Linked DNA regions of Anas platyrhynchos: region 2 is linked to region 1. Evidence: chromatin contacts called from public Hi-C data. All regions are on one chromosome and are shown on one strand. The core of a region is the stretch at or near the end of the contact, and the rest is flanking DNA. Distances in the headings are between cores, read along the strand shown.

What was found. Hi-C and Micro-C count contacts between places; a contact is called where the count stands out from the background.
Region 2: a contact with region 1 is called in a Hi-C map of skeletal muscle, with 1.6 times the contacts expected there. The contact joins two enhancer-like sites. A contact is called at or near these places in 3 of 8 Hi-C or Micro-C datasets (liver, skeletal muscle and subcutaneous adipose tissue).

The regions. Positions count from the first base shown.
Region 1 is chr3:59,546,333-59,550,720 of IASCAAS_PekinDuck_T2T, reverse strand. TXLNB (taxilin beta) reads right to left here. Exons shown (of 11, transcript XM_072035967.1): 5 at 1,637-1,807. Among named protein-coding and RNA genes, the nearest start is that of TXLNB, 18 kb to the right of the region's middle. Within about 2 kb of position 2,385, at least 2 of the 8 cell types and tissues checked have an H3K27ac peak or open chromatin away from gene starts, as enhancers often do.
Region 2 is chr3:59,651,247-59,655,634 of IASCAAS_PekinDuck_T2T, reverse strand. The region is part of intron 1 of ABRACL (ABRA C-terminal like); the gene reads left to right. Among named protein-coding and RNA genes, the nearest start is that of ABRACL, 11 kb to the left of the region's middle. Within about 2 kb of position 2,509, at least 3 of the 8 cell types and tissues checked have an H3K27ac peak or open chromatin away from gene starts, as enhancers often do.

The DNA.
Region 1 (4,388 bases), core at 1,136-3,635:
TTAAGGGACTTAGTTGCAAAGCTGCAGCCCAACAAGTGGGAAGATGTTGGAAAGAGACTTTCCTAAATGTAAAGATGAAATGCATGGCAAATTATTTGTATGCAAAGAGAAAGAAAAACTGTTATTCTCTACTAGTGGGATTAATAAGCATATGATAGCTGGGAGATCATTCAACAAAACCTGTTTCAGATATGTTTTCTGAATATAATTAGTTTTTCCCTATACCTTTTTCCACTGACGGGCATATGATTTGATTGCTTTAGAAAACTCAGTTAAGTCTATACAGAGAGCTGTAGTCTTAAATCACTTTAAAATTGGTTTGTATTTTTGCTGAGAGATTTTGCCAGAGATGGTCTGGTACATCAGTGTGGATCGATACTGAGACATAGCTTAATATACACCAGGTTTGCTACAAATGATAGGCAAGAATTTATTTGACACTGACAGTTTTGAGCTACTGTAACTGAGCACACGGAGATATGCTTCCTGTCTGTTAAACTACTTTACACCTACTCATGCATAGTTTGTGTTTAGACAAGGCTCTTTCCTTTAACAGATATATTCTAATCAACATATAGTAAAAGTTAAGGCTAGCCCTTGAACGCCCACTCCTGAGCTGGTGAAAGTGAATGAAAAACTATTACAGTTAATAGAGGTTATATCGGGTGAGGTTTTTGCTAAGAATTCATATGTTTTATTCTACTTGTAACTGTACCTCCATAAAGGATTTTGAATAGAGCAAGCAGAGAGAGGCTTTTTGTATAACACTACTTTCACTAACATATTTTCAAAAGTATAAAGAAAGATCACAACAGAAACATATATCTTGAACCTAGAACTTTTCAAGAACCATAACCAGATTATAAATTTCGTATTTAAATGGCATGGTGCACCAAGGCAGATGTGGTATATGGATCCCAGCCTCTTGACACTCTTGAGGATTTCCTTTCTGAACTGGTGTTTGTAATCCAGACAACTTCCACAGTGTCAGCATCCTTGGTGTTTCTAGGCTTGATGTCTTGAGGAAAATGTCCTGACTGACAGACAGATCACTTGAAAACGCCCAGGTACTCAAATAATATGAAAACAACTGCCGTCCTTCTGTGAGTCCTGTACAGCAAATCTGGTGTTCATATAATTCTGGCCACACACCTGTATTCACATTTGCAGTCTCAGGGATTTAAGAAGGTGCCTTCTGGAAGACCCAGCTGCTACAGCTTAAAAAACACCCTTCCCCAGCTACCTGCTCCACACTTGGCCCTTCCATTCCAGCAAGTTGAAGCTGAGCTGAGAGCTGGGGCAACATGGACACTTCCTGCAGCTAGGCCTGGTACTGGGTGACTGACCCTGTTGGGAGGGAGAGGGTGACCTGTCACAGCAAATTTGGCGTAACTGATCTGTTGGCACTACTTATTTTTCCTGCGCTGGACTACCTGGTAACACAAGAACAGCTTACAGCTAATGTAGGTGAACTCAGAATCACAAGATCAGACTGGTTGAGGTTGGAAGGGACCTCTGGTGGTTACCTGGTTACATCACCCTGGTAAAGAAGGACCACCTGGAGACAGCTGCCCAGGACCATGTCCTGGGCATCGTTCCTCTCTCTGCTGGGCATCTTGATAAGGCCAGCACTCACCTTGAGGTTTTTGTTGTGCCTCTGGAGCTCCCGGCACAGGCTCTCGAGTTTGCTGCGGGCAAGGATGGCTCGGCTGTGCTCACTCTGCAGCTGGTCCTTCTCCTTGGTGATCTGGGCCTGCCTCTTCTGCAGGTACTTGAGCTGCTTCTGCTCAGCGCGATGTTCTTCAAGCTGGGCAGGGGATGAGGGTTAAAACAGATGGAGAGGAAAGAAAAGAAAAATAATTTATTTGAAGGGCAGCTGTGAGATTTTATTTTTGTTTTAGTGTTAAGAACAAGAACAGTTGGTAGCTTGTAATGCAATGAGATTTCTCCAGATCATCAAGATAACTCAATAGTAGCTTGTCCTGTTTTGCAACTTCATGAAAAAGAAGTCCCCAGATTTCCTAGATAACCATAAAGCTGTTGAAAACAAAACAAAACAAAACAACAATGACAACAACAACAAAACAGCAGAAAAGGTGCTGGACACCAAGGATAGAGTCTGTGCGAGGGCTTTGCTGCTGTTGGAGGCAGAAGGCTTTTTGTGGTTTAACTCGTCAGGCAGCTAAACACAACACAGCTGTTCCCTCACATTCCCCACGGTGGGATAGGGGAGAAAATTGAAAAGTGCACAAACTTGTGGGTTGAGATAGGAACAGTTTCTTTTGAACCCCAGCCTCCTACCTGGCAGAACAGTATGAGAAGATGAAAAGTCCTTGACTTGTAAGTACTGCTCAGCAACAACTAAAAACATCGGTGTGTTATCAGCATTATTCTCATCCTAAATCCAAAACATGGCACCACACCAGCTACTAGGAAGACAATTAACTCTATCCCAGCTGAAATCAGGACAAGGCTCTTCAGGGAAGAGCTTTCCAGAACAAACTGCGGACACTTCCTCTTTGCCAGGCTTTTCTCACTTGCAGACGTGGGAGTATCTGCCATTTATCCCCTCATTGGGGTGGCTTGCAGTGAATCAAGCCTCTTTCCAGCTCTTTGGCTCCATGTAATTGCTGAGGAAGCTATGGACAGTCCATGCAGTTCACTTAGGAACTGTTTCTGTGGATGCATAGCTCCTGTGTTCCTGGAAGGGCTGGTGGGGAGAGTGACACTGAAGATGGGACAAGAGGGAGCAACGGCCTTGCTAATGGACTGGTTATTTCTTCTGATTCATGCCTATTACTGGAGAAATTTGCTGCACTACAAGTTAACCGTAACAGAAACATCAAAGAACTGTTTCAATTCTGAAGCTTCTAAAGATTTCTTCCATTCCAACTCACAGTAGCGCTCCTCTCTGTATTAAAGGCATGAATGCATTGAGACATTTCTAAAGTCCAGATGTTTTCCAGTTATTCACTAGCTGCAATATGCAAACTTTAATAATAATAGTTGTTATTAGGATATATTATGTAATAATATGGTATCACTGGTATTAATTATTAATCCCAATATGACTGGGAAAGTTTGTGAGTGCAGAGGAGCAATGTGCAGCTCAGACAAGGCAGACGACAGAAATAATATGTTGCACTTTCTCTGCCCAAGGATCTGTTTTCTGCAGATGTTCTGTAATTTATGCTTACAGTACAGAGCTCTGTGTATTATCAATCAAATCACAGCTAGTCATACCACAAACCAATGCAATCACCAGCTTGAAGTATATTTACAGTTTACGCTCAACTTTCAGCATGTGTTTTGTGTATTTTTACCCCAGAAGATTACAATAGGGGCCTCTACATCTAATCAAGCTGCACTAGCTGAAGTAATTTTTCTAGTATTGTACAGGAAAAAAACAACTCTGTAATGAAGGCTGAGATTTGTGTTTTTTTTATAAGCTTGATTTTGGCCCCTTCCCCTTTCCTTATAAAAACACACACAAAATGTTCTTTTTGCTTCACATTTTGCATGTGCCGTCTGTGCTTAGCAGTTAATGCTTTGTCCAAATTTTAGATGATTCACTCAAGCTGTGCTTGAGGTAGGGGGCTTAGAATGAAACTGATCTTAATCATGATAGGAAAAGCCTTCCTAGCATTTTTTGTCCTTTTTTTTTTTTTTTTTTTTTCCCCCATAAAAATGACTTGCTGTAGAAAATTATGTTTGAAAGTTCTCAGAAATATCTAGGATATGACATTACTTTTACACTGAAGAAGGATACTCACAAGTAAATAGGAATGACACAAGAGCACCAGAGGTTTTTTTTTTGTTTGTTTTTGCTTTGTTTTTTGGTGGTTTTTTTTTTTTTTTTTTTAATAATTGATGAAATATTAGCTAAAATTAACTTCAAATAGAAGGAATTCTGATTTTTGAAGGCTGACATGGTTAGATGAACTCTCAGTTTAGGGGGAAAAAAAGTTTTATCTTGATCCTGCTGCAGACTGACAATACTTATGTCTATGTATTAGTGTATAATTGCTGCATACAGAACTTGAGAGACACTCAGAGCTTCTGAAAATAGGAAAGAATGAGGATTCTGCTCCAGAGATGGTGCTGACTGAGCGCCTGCAGTGTGTGGGGCCAGTGCTTGAGAAGGGTGTGTGCTCCAGCAGTGGTGGAGATGACTTGGGCATTGGTTCTTCAACCCATGCAACACTGGCACAAGTTGCCCAGAGAAGCTGTGGATGCCCCATCCCTGGAGGTGTTCAGGCCAGGCTGGATGAGGCCTTGGGCAACCTGGTCTGGTGGGAGGTGTCCATGCCCATGGCAGGTGGGTGGGAATTGGGTAATCTTTAAGGTCCCTTCCAACCCAAGCCATTCAACGATTCTATGAATTCTAT
Region 2 (4,388 bases), core at 1,260-3,759, 100 kb before region 1:
TCCTGCACCTTGACAGAAATTCCTCCTAGAACATCAGCTCCATAGGTGAGACTGTCAGCATTTGGAGTCTTTGTGTTGTAGTTTCAAACAGCATCAGATGATGGAGGATCAAAAGGCTTGCAGCTGCAGTGACAATGAAATTAATAAAGTTTGAACAGTTAAGAATTTGAACCTAATTTGAATTTCAGAGCTGGTATTGAATCTTAAAACCAGAAAACTGCATTTTAAGAACACACTTCTCCATAAGCAGGAACCAATAAAGTGCTCCTTGACTTTGACTTTAAGTCAAGTGTACTTGAGTTCAAAATATAGGGTAAATACAATCTAATTGCAAAGATTATTGGAGTCAAATGATCCAGTATCTTGCACCTTAAGCAAGTTTTTGAGATGAGAAACTTGAATGTGGAGTAGCAAAGTTACAGGTTTTATTCCTAAAAATAATGCGTATAAAACAGGATCATTGCATTAAATGATAATTAACTGTCATTAGTCCACTGACATGCTTTCATGGCCAGTAGGAGGTCTTGACATTCCACTGAAAAAAAATTAACATAGCAAGCTTTGCATTGACAACATTTCATATGTTAAATTAATGTTTTCTGACAAATGTCAATTCACAGCACTATTGCAGTAAGATTTCCTTCAGGAGAAGATTTGATGTCCTTCTGTCATGAGTCATTATAAACACTTGAGCTTTAGGAAGGAAATTTATATGAAACTAATAAATAGAGATATTATACCTAGAGCTGTATTTGAAGGGGATGTGAATAGTAATTCCCTATTAATGTAGCTGTCATCTCTGCTACCATTAGTTGACAACCTTATGTAAAGCCAGTTTTGTTGGTTTTCTGGAAAAGTCCCCAAAATGTCAGTATGTGAATGTATATGTGTAGAGGGAAGGAGAGGGGGCTTTTGTTGTTGCTTTTTGTTTTTGTGTGATGCATACTAAACAGGAGTACAGAGGGACTAGATGACTCATCTGCTACCATTCTATGTGGAAATTAAGAGATGTAGTGCTGTTTCCTTGCTACAAGAGATACTTTGATGAAACGAATCTGAGAAAGTAATTAGTCTTCATGTTCCTCTCTTTCACAAATATTCATTGTTATAGCAAAGAATACCATAAAACATGAAACACAATCAGCTTTTTATATAGTTTTTCTCTGTGTAAACTGTCCCCAAACACTTTTTGATACTCTCCAAAAAACACATCACTGCACATCTTCTTTGTTTCACAGCCTCTTATATGGAAAAGCATCACCCAAGCTCAACATGAATCCTGCACTAATTCTGACCTTGTGTGTGTTTAGACAGGTTTTGAGTTTGGTCCTAAGGTTCTCACGTAACTACTATCAGACATATGATTAAGGTCATCCCATACTTCTTTTGACAGTCAACGTTATGAGTGCAGTCTTTTAGGCTGTACTGATGTAGCATATTTCTGTCATTATGCAGAGGTTTACTCTCGGGTTAGCTGTAGGGCAAGTCATTTCAGTCATTTACATCAAGAATTTTAAGTACTCCTCCCCTTTTCTGCTCAGCTGTAGTAAAGATTAGCATGCTTAATCTAGGGAGAAGAGGCATTGCATTGTTTGAGGCATCTAGTGGATAACAAGGAGGGGATGATGCCCTGAGGCCATTTCTGAAATAAGGCCTCCATCACAGGCAGACACAGGTGAATAACAGTGTAAGTGAATCACTCCATTTAATTCCATGGAAGTGCTCATTCAGGTGCCAAGACTGTCAGCAGTAACTGTGTCTGTATTTATAGTCTGTCTTGTTCTGAGGCTGGCCCGTCACATTTACTTTTACACTGAAAGAAATGCTTATGTTTTGCTAGGTTACTTTTTCAGCTCATCAAAAGAAAAAAAGAGAACATTTTTGTTTTGTTTTGCTTTGGTTTTTGTCCTCACAAAAAGCAAAGACAAGAATCCATACAATTAATTTTTTAAGACATGGCTTTACAGGAAAATTCGTGTAAGGTTTTACAAAACTAAGTTCTTTGTTTTGGAAAAAATATTTTCTCCCTTGAAACAACTGCTGACTTAAGACAGAGAGAATGGCCAAGTACGACTAATGACTGGACCAAGAATGATGGAGATGCTTTGGGTACAGAGTTGATAAGAGAATACAGCGCTATTTTCCTGGTTGAATGGCTTGTCTCAAACAATATAGTTGTTCTGACTGTCTCTAAAAACAACCATACTCCCTGATTATTGTTTACTCCCCTCAGATTTCTATGCCAGCACTGAGCTGCTGTGATTTTATGTTTCTTAATGCAGCCAGTGACCCTGTCTTGTTCAAGGAAAAGGTATTTTATTTTATTCTGTGGTGTTGCAAAGTCCATGGGAATTAGGAATGTAGTCAGTCCTCTGCCACTTGAAATCTTTAAATCATGCAAAGACATATTTTTAAAGACATATTTTAGCCAGGGCTGAAGTAGCTTTACTACTTTAGGTTGAGTCACAACCCTACACTGGGTTGCAGAGCATGGCACACCCATGTTGAGAAGTGACTCACGGCAGGCCAGCTGCATAGATACGTGACGGGACTGGGCTAAGACGCACACTCCTGGTTGAATCACAACACTGTCATTTTTGTCCAGATTTGGAGACAGTAAAAGGAATTTCTGGCATCTTGTACTGGTGTGAGTTGCTGATGTGACAGCAAAGGGATTGTGCAGGTACGTGCGACAGGAATTCATGTGTCTACTGAATCAACAAGTCAAACAAAAACCCGTTGAAAGAACAAAGTGAGACCTGGGTTATGTAAGAGGGCAGATAAGATGATCTCTTCTAGTGGTAAAATCTGCTGATCACAGGGTCAGATCTTAGAACGTTTTCTAGAGAACATGTTTCTCTCTCAGCAGAGACCTCCATGTGTGCTTGTGGTGCATGTGTCTGCCTATTCACAAGCACATTATATAATGCAACAAAAACTCAAGAGAACAGTATTGTACAAAGCAAGAACTGCATAGTTTATCTATCATAAAGGTAGTTATTTATCTAAAATATGCTGGAAAACTGACAATATGGCCATTACCTAGCAAATGACCTTGTAACTCTTTTACACGCCTTTTTCAAGCCGAGCCTGTGCTGCCTGTCTTGGGAGAAACCTGTTAAACAGCACGTTTACAACATGTTTACTGCAAACACTAAACACTTTTGCAAAACTAATTTCTCATGGGATAAGAAGACAGGCTGCATTCAGGATCAGTAACTACCTCAAAGGTAGGAGGAGACAGACATAGAGCTGGTGGCCAACTTTCCTGCGGGAGAAAGTACTTTTAGCAGGATCTCTGCTTGAATCTGTGTTCAAAGTTGTTATTGATGACAGTTAAAAACATGACAACGTGTGTGTGTCCTATTTCAGATCATACAGTAAAACAGCCAATGGTTGTTTTATTGAAAAACACAAAGTAATATGCGGGGGTGGAGGGAACAATCCTAATTATCTGTAACAGAACAATTAATTGCTACCACTTTGCAAATAGTTTGTGAAATCACCGTGCACAGTGCTCAGCAGTTTTCGGAAAGGCAAGTAAGATGTTGGAAATTGTTAGGACTGAGGACAAAATAGAAAGCATCATTATGCCATTGCGTATGCTTTACCCACACACTGAATAATGCTAACAATTCTAGTAATTCAATCTCAAATAAGAACAAGGAATGATGTGTAGAATTATAAAGAACAACAACAAGGGTCACCAACATGGGAAGGCATTCAGCTTTCGAGAAATTAAAACTAAGATTCTTCAGCTTGAAAATAAGATGAGCAGTGGGAGAGCTATAGTCATGACCCTGATGGAAAAAGATGGAGATGAAATAATTCCTTGCTTACAACATAGGAAATTGGAACCACTTACTGAGTTCTCAGGAAGGAACATAAAAATATGCAAGAAGAACTGCTTTTTCACATAGTTCCATAAATTAATTAAGCAATGATTGTCATAGGATGACATGAAATGAAAGTTTAAGTTTAAGGAATTAGACAAATTCACAGACAAATATCCACCTCTGGCTTTGAAATGAGATGATTAGGTTATAACCTTTAGCTCAGGAAATCCCTAACCTAATCCAGTAAGTGCCAGGAGCCTGGAGGGAAACCAGGGGATCAACCGATAGTTTTCATTTACTATATTCTTTTGCCAAATGCCTGCACTTGGTCGCTGCTGGAGGCAAAACACTGGGTTAAACTGATTGCTTGATCAGATCAGTGCGTCTGCTCTGGTTTTCTCAAGCTGCGCTTTAAACCTTGTGTTGCATAATTCCTGGTTTGGGCTGCCTTGATGTAGAATTGTAAATCTGGGAGGACAGAAACAGTGCAATGAGATGCTAATAAAGGTCAAATTAGAGTAGTCTGTGTTAAGGTGGAATCTCATGACTTTT